Linked DNA regions of Pan troglodytes: region 1 is linked to region 2. The links are chromatin contacts, called in public HiChIP or PLAC-seq maps. All regions are on one chromosome and are shown on one strand. Each heading gives the region's core, a stretch centred on a gene start, on an enhancer-like site or on the middle of the called end of the contact. The rest is flanking DNA. Distances are from core to core; before and after follow the strand shown.

Region 1 (3,698 bases), core at 228-2,727, 320 kb before region 2:
AAGAGCAATTTCTTTTCACGAATAAACAACTAGTCCCATGAGTAAGGGAGTCAATTTGGAGTGCCAGGTCTAAAGGAAGAAGAAACTGTATTGCCTCCTTGTACATTTTGGGAATTCAGGGCCTGGACAAACGATAGCTAGTGAACGGGCAGGATAGTCAATCAGAGTAGAAGCAGCAGTTACAGGTCTAAAAAGCGTGCCAGCTCTACCCCACAGGCCCCCGAAAACCCTTCTACTCCGCCCAGCCTCCACCTCGCGCCTCTCACCTGCCTGTCGCCCGGTCTCGCTCGGGCTTCGCGAAGGGGCTGCGGATCCTACCCTCGTCACTGGAGTGGCCCGGACCGACGCCTGCACGTGAGGAGCCCGGGGTCCCAGGCCCGCGACTGGAGCAGGGGTGCTGATGCCGGCAGCTGTCCGCGGGTCAGGCCCCGCGGCCCCGGGGCTCAGGAAGTAGAAAGGGTTGTAATAGCCCAGCTGCGGGGGCGGCGGCGCCGCGGCCTGGGGGACTGCAGCGCCTCCCGAAGGGAAGCTCTGCGGGGAGGGCTGGGGGCTGCAGTAGGCTGGGAAGGCGGCCAGGCCGCTGTGCCAGGTGAGGTAGCCGCAGTAGGACTGCCACAGCCACTCGTGCACTTGCCGGGAGTACTCGCGGGCGCTCAGCCGAGCCGGTCTCTCTCGTGGCGCCGCGGCTTCGGGCGCCTCGCAGCCCGCCTGCTCCTGCAGCTCTGCACCGGAGCCGGAGGCCGCCTCCCCGCGCTTCCTGAGCTCGCGCGGCGGCTCCAATTTGTCGGCTGCGGCGGCGGCCGCGAGGCCCGGGGCTGTGGGCCTGCCCGGGGCCTGGGGGTCGTCGCGGAGGCATGGGACGGCGGTGGTAGGAGGGCCTCTCAGGGAAGGGACGGGCTTGTGGTCCCCTCCGCCATCGTCCTGCCCGGGAGGGTGGCCTCGGGCTTCCTCGGGCCCCTCGGCCATCGTCGCCTCAGCAGCACCCTCCGGGATACCTGTCACTGCTCCGTTTCCCTCCCCCAATGGCCCCTCCCCAACAGCCCCGTCACCACCGCAGCAACCGCAGGCGTCAACAATCCCCCGCCGGAAGCGGAAGCCCCGCCCCTCAGGAGCAACGCCCGCCGCCAGGCGGAGCTCGGAAGGGAGGGCGGGGAGGCGCGTCTGCAGTCCCGGGTTCGGGCCCTAGTAGTCGGTGGCTGGTCGGTGACTGGGACCAGACCGTCGCCTCCTCCCTTTTACAGCTTTAAGTCTGTGACCCGAGGCCTCTCTGTATATTCCCGTGGGTTTGGGCCTAGTTGTCCTGGGAGAAACTAGATGGATGAGGAGCATTTCCGAGACAGGTCCCAGGGCCAGCGCAGCCTTTTCTGTTGCAGAACCGCGACTGTTGTTTTGGGCTCCAGGCCGGAGGGTTTGTTGCTTGTGTTCATTCCAGTTAACCATTAGTACTCGAGAAGGTGGTACAGAACGCATCTATCCCCTTAGAAGAAAAGAAATTAAAAGCCAAACTAAACTGGGATATATATTAATATAGGAAAGTACCACTGAGACATAGGAAAGTGTATTAAAATATAACTAGTGAGGTGCTATGTATAATTCAGAGGAAGGGGAAATTATGCATGGGCCAGACTACTAACAAAAGGCTCCAAAGCCTGGGATACGCTGAGGGCCTTTCCATAACAGAAAATGAAAAGGAACCTAAATTTGAGACTAGATTTGAGGAAAGGCACAGTTCCGCTGGAGTAGAAAGCGTCTGTCTACCGCAGTGGAAAGTAAGTTTTCGTAAATGCAGACTAGCTCCAGGCTGAGGACAGAATCTAGCTTTTAAATCAGTATAATCTCTCTGCTTTTACATTTGAAAATCTCTGCAGTGATATGTTATTGTATCCCCAGCACCATACAAAGGACATACAAGGGCCAAATACTGCGGGAATATTTATTAATGATATTAATGATGATGCTGTCCGGGCAAAAGGAAAACTTCCGCTTCACCTTCTGAAGTTTCGCTGAAAGTCACTGACAGGAGGCAGTTAATAGAAGAAAAGACATAGACATTGATTTGACCATCGTTTTATGTGACACGGGAGCCTTCAGAATGAAGACCCAAAGATAACAAGGGAAATCGTGTATTTGTATGCTTAGGTTCAACAAAGCATGGACAGCCGTATAAAAAAAATGACTGGACAAGGCCGGGCGCGGTGGCTCACGCCTGTAATCCCAGCACTTTGGGAGGCTGAGGCGGGCGGATCACAAGGTCAGGAGATCGAGACCATCCTGGCTAACACAGTGAAACCCCGTCTCTACTAAAAATACTAAAAATTAGCCAGGCGTGGTGGCGGGCGCCTGTAGTCCCAGCTACTCAGGAGGCTGAGGCAGGAGAATGGCGTGAACCCGGGAGGCGGAGCTTGCAGTGAGCCGAGATTGCGCCACCGCACTCCAGCCTGGGCGACAGAGCGAGACTCCGTCTCAAAAAAAATGACTGGACAAAAAACACTCTGATGCAAACAGGCAAGAAACCCAGCAAGGCCTATCTAGATTCTCCTTGGCCTGTCTGCAGCATTCATTCCTTCTGGGTACGGAACAGGACCCTCTGGAATGGGGGCTGTGGCCTACAACAGTTAAACAAGGTAGGTCAGATAATTTCTTTTTCTTTTCCTTCTTTTTTTTTTTTGACAGAGTTTTGCTCTTGTCACCCAGGCTGGAGTGCAATGGTGCGATCTCGGCTCACTGCAACCTCCCCCTCCTGGGTTCAAGTGATTCTCCTGTCTTAGCCTCCCGAAGTAGCTGGGATTACAAGCGCCCGCCATCACGCCCAGCTAATTTTTTTTTTTTTTTTTTGTATTTTTAGTTGAGACGGGGTTTCACCATGTTGGCCAGGCTGGTCTTGAACTCCTGACCTCAGGTGATCCACCCGCCTCGGCCTCCCAAAGTGCTGGGATTACAGGCGTGAGCCACTGCGCTCTGCCAGATAATTTCTCTATGTCCAATATTTGCACAGAAAGGGGTGCAGGGAGGTTAGAGTAATATTTTTAGGTTTGTGGCTGGCTTTGGGAAAGGGTGGGGTTTTGGTTTCTATGCCCTGCTTTGGGAAAGACGGATTCCAGTTTCTATGACTAGCCGTGGGGGTGGGGGTGGGGGGAAGAATGGGATTGAGAGACAGGAGGGTTGGAGAAGGTGGGAAAAATCTTTTGCTTCTGAGGTCTTCATTTTGGGGTATTGCTTTCTGAGTTCCAACAATGCCCAGGATCATTCTTTTTTTTTTCTTTGTTTTTTTAAAGACAGGGTCTCACTCTGTCACCTAGGCTGGAGTGCAGCAGTGTAGGCACTCCTCACTGTAGCTTTGACCTCCCAGGTTCAAACTATCCTCCCACCTCAGCCCAAGTGACTGGGACTACAGGCACGTGCCACTGCCCCCGGCTCATTTTTTTCATTTTTTGTAGAGATGCGGGTCTCACTGTGTTGCCCAGGCTGGTCCCAAACTCCTGAGCTCAAGCAATCCACCCGCCTTGTCCTCCCAAAGTACTGAGATTACAGGTGTGAGCCACCACGCCCAGCCCCAGACTCATTGTTGGCTTTATTCTGGGAGATATAAAAAGCCATAATTTTTTTCCTTAAAAAGCTAATGATCTAGGTTCAAGGGACAGACGGTCAAGAAAATTGAAAACTTATTCAAGAATTCAAAATAAGGGAAAGATTATGGT
Region 2 (4,133 bases), core at 1,623-4,122:
GTATTAAAAATTCACAAAAAAAACGTTTTTTTTCTGGATACTACATACCCACAATGTATTAGACAAATTTTTTTAATGCCCATGAATATTTGCACAAACACTCATTTTCCTGACAACCTAGTTTCCTTTTAAACCCGTTTGGATGGAAGTGTCAACCTCTTCCCAAAATTTCAGATGGAGAGGCTTAGGAGTGAAGAGTATATGATTTAATCAAACTTTACAAGTAAAGTTGCCTGACCAAAGAAAATATTATATTTGCTTAAAAATCAACTCTCAACTATTTGTGCTAATGCAAAGGGCAGTGTTGTAAATAATCCAAGAGGTATTGTTTTCCCATAGACAAAAAGCTGCTCCCTTTTGGCAACTAATAGCTACATGACTTAAGTAAAATATTTCTCATCTCTAAGCATCAGTTTCTTTGTCTGTAGCATAGGGTTCTTGAGTAGGTGCAATTTCTATTTTCTTTGATTGCTAATACTCTGTGATTTTATGTTGAAGGTTTACCATTTTGGGCCAGGCGCGGTGGCTCACGCCTGTAATCCCAGCACTTTGGGAGGCCAAGGCGGGTGGATCACCTGAGGTCAGGAGTTCAAGACCAGCTTGACCAACACAGTGAAACCCCGTCTCTACTAAAAATACAAAATTAGCTGGGTGTGGTGACACATTCCTGTAATCCCAGCTACTTGGGAGGCTGAGGCAGGAGAATCACTTGAACCCAGGAGGCGGAGGTTGCAGTGAGCCTAGATCACGCCATTGCACTCCAGCCTGGGCAACAAGAACGAAACTCCACCTCAAAAAAAAAACAAAACCTTTACCATTTGGACATCGCCCCTACCCCTTAATGCTTCCCTTGGGTCTGTGTTCAAGTCAGATTGCCTGCTCTGAGCACAGTGCAACTGGTGCTAAAAGGAGAGACACCACTAAGTAGGGAAGTATATTAGCTGAAGTCGACAAATTTGGCCTATATAATCCACATGTGAATTATCTACAGGTGGCTAAAAATTGGAAAATTGAGAGCAGACTACAAATGTATGCCACATAGGAAACAGGTGAGACATAACTAACTCTTCTTCCTGCACGACCCCCAAGATCCATTTTTGCACACAGGTACATTTCAAGCCTTGAGAGGAGTATTTACAACTCTCATTTATGTTTAATGCCTTGGTAGAATAACAAGCCATGGTTCAAGTTTACTAAACACATCTACAGAAAGAGACAATGTCTTCTAAATTAGAGAATCATCCCACCCATAAATGAGGGGTTCTTGGAGAGGGGGGTAGGGGAGACAGACATTTCTCACCTGGTTGCATGATCCTTGGTTTTGCTCCTAAGTATGCCAGGTTCACGTTGGCCTTTCTGCCATCAATGATGGGATTGGGATCCTTGCAGGCCCTTTCGGCAGCAGCCCGGTCAGCCATGGTGACCTTAGCAACAGACACACACAGAGATACATACATAACCTCTAAATTAACCCCTGAAGGAAATCAAGAATCACAATGGAGAAGTCATTCATGAGAAAACTGAGATCAAACTTTCTTTCTATTCTTTGCTTCTTTTGGCTGGACCCTCCTCCTTGATCTCCCATTTTTAACAGGCGGGCGGGGGCGTGGGGGGGGGGCGGGTAGATGAAGGAAAAAAGAAAGAAACCCTCTAACCCTGCCTCCCCCAACCCCACCGCCGAAATCTTAAGGGTGTTAGTAGGGCCTAGCTGAGATTTGGAAGCCTAAATTCTTGGAACTCTAGATCCTCCTTCCCCCGAATCCCCCGCCCCCCAGGTCCCTACTCAGCCTCAGAGGCACCGTTTGCTTTAAAGAAAGTCCAGCCTTACATCCGCCCAACGCTCCCAACCTCGAAAACACTCCCCAACGACAATAGCTATTGTCCTACTCTGGGGCTCCCTGCTCTTCGGCAGCTGAATTTGCACGCTTAAATCTCTAGGAAGGAAGCTTAATATGCTCTGTTTCAGTTCGGCAAAGAGCCCTAGGATCATGATTTAAAAGAACCTACCTTTGCAATTAAAAGGCGGGGGGATGACACAAGGGGAACAGCCCCAGACCTCGTGGGGTGTCCCCTCCCTGCCCCAGCCAAAACACCAGAACACACGCATTTTTACAAAGCAACAGCGCGCTTAACAACCGGCATCCAGCCCGGGAATGCAATTGTTCGGGGTTGCGGCCCCTCCCTCGCAACCCTCCGCACCCCAAATCCCGCCGTCATTACAGGTCTCTCCTTCCACCCCTGCTCTGCCCTGCCCGGCCCTCGACCTCGCACAGCGCTGGGTCTTCTCCGAACCCAGCGAGGCTGGCGTCGGCCCTCTCCCCTAGCAAAGTTTCAGTTCACCCCGGAGCGAAGGGGCAGCGCCGCTCTACCCGCGGGGCTCCTCACGGGTCACGCCGAGCCCCTCACTCCAAGCTCCCGATCCCCGGGGTCAGCCGCCACTCCGTCCCTCCCCCTCACCCCCAGTCCGTGCAACTTACAAATCCATAGCCCCGGGACTTGCCCGTCTGCCGGTCGGTGATGACCACCGCCTCCTCGATCTCGCCGAAGACCTCGAAGTACTTGCGCAGGCTGGCGTCGGTGGTGTGGTAGGGCAGCCCCCCGACGAAGATCTTGGTGTACGTCGTGTCCTTCTGGGTCGTGTGCATCTTCGCGCCCGCCCCGCGGCTCGGGCTCCGGCTCCGGCTGCGGCTGCGGCTCGGGCAGCGGCTGCGCCTCCTCCTCCGGCTCCGCGTCTCCCGCACCCTTTCGCGGCCGCCGGGGGCCAAGGGCGAGCCCGGGGGCGAGGGCGGCGGCGCGGCGGGGGCGAGCGGCCGGGGGCGGCCGAGAGCGCCGGGCGCGCGGCTTCCGAAGTCGCCAGCGGCCCTGGAGACTTGACTTCGCTCTCTCCTCCCGCCCCCCCTGCCGGTCACCGTACAAATTCTCCGGATCGTCTGGATTAGAATCGGGTTCTATAGAATGTGCAAGCGGTTTCCACTCACCCAGCGGGGAGGCAAAAAATGAAAAGAGAGGGTAGTCCTCAAGCGAAGAAGGGGGTGCTTTAGAGGTAGATTTTTCTTCCTTAGGAATCAGGTGCCTTGGGTGGGGTGTGGGGAGGGTCCGCGGGAAGAGCGTCCGAGCGCCGAAGCGGGCGGGGGGCGCGGCGGCGGGGCCAGGGGCGAGGAACTCCGCGCAGCTTCGGCTCTGGTCTGTCCCTCCCGCCGTGGGATCTGGAAGACGAGTGCCGAGGACGGCTCTCCACCTCTCTGCTCCCTTCCCCCGCGGGCCGGGGGTCGACGCCCGGCTGGGGAGGGGGGCGGGCCGGACGCCTGCGATTGGCCGCGGCAGCACCTGGGGCGCCGGGCGCCGCCGCCCCCCAGCTGTTGGGAACAGCTGCTTCTCTCCCCGCGCGGCGCGGCGCTGGGGCTCGGGGCTCCCGCTCTGTAGCCGGCGATGGGGTAGGGCTGGAAACGCCTGTAGGCGGCCTGGCTCTCGGCGTCGCCTGCTCTAACCAGTCAAAGTCTTAGGGACCCGGCGCAGCACCAGCCGGGACCCAGGGTGCGGGGACTGTGCCCAAGGAGGAAGCTGCGTTGCTTTCCAGAGGGGACGACGCGAGCTTTTTGGGTTAGGCCTCGGTGACAGGGCCGGCGACCTGGACTGGCGAACTGGGGTCCCCAGAGACCTGGGGCGATTCGCTGAGAGGCCAATCCCCTCCCGGGCGCGGGGGGTCAAGGAGCTCGGCCGAACGAAACCCAAGCTGGACACCCTGGGGTCTGAAGAGTGAGAAGGAGGGCCCCAACTTTCTTTGGCCCCAAAAAGCCGGTGCGGGGGAGTATCAGAGAGGTAGAGCCAGAAGGAAAAGAAAGATCTAGCGCTTGGGTGTAGTTGGGAAAACCATTAGCTTTAATTGCTACCGCCCAGCCAAACCAAGTAACCGGAGATACCTATGTCCATCAGGCACCGCCTTCTATTTCAGAGGACCATAAGTTAGTACTTTAGCCCCCACAGTCACCAAATTTGTCTTTCCTCCCTAACTTAGTTATTCAGGAAGATTGGTACAGATGTCTTAGCATAAGTCGTTCTTGTTTTTTTTTTTTTCCCTAAACAAAGAATTAATCTATTTCTTTCTCTTTGAATTACAAGAATGTTTAGTGGCT

Evidence for each region. HiChIP or PLAC-seq counts read pairs in DNA pulled down with a chosen protein or histone mark.
Region 1: an H3K4me3 HiChIP or PLAC-seq map of stem cell-derived excitatory neurons shows a contact between it and region 2, with 3 times the contacts expected there. The contact joins the promoter of FAM8A1 here to the promoter of RBM24 in region 2.

What each region holds. Positions count from the first base shown.
Region 1 is chr5:23,557,333-23,561,030 of NHGRI_mPanTro3-v2.0_pri, reverse strand. It overlaps FAM8A1 (family with sequence similarity 8 member A1), which reads right to left and starts at 1,477. Exons shown (of 5, transcript XM_527239.7): 1 at 267-1,477. The coding sequence starts at 966. LOC104006735 (a long non-coding RNA gene) reads left to right here and starts at 2,535. Exons shown (of 2, transcript XR_008548430.2): 1 at 2,535-2,624.
Region 2 is chr5:23,242,187-23,246,319 of NHGRI_mPanTro3-v2.0_pri, reverse strand. It overlaps RBM24 (RNA binding motif protein 24), which reads right to left and starts at 2,872. Exons shown (of 4, transcript XM_001175216.8): 1 at 2,478-2,872; 2 at 1,301-1,424. The coding sequence starts at 2,645.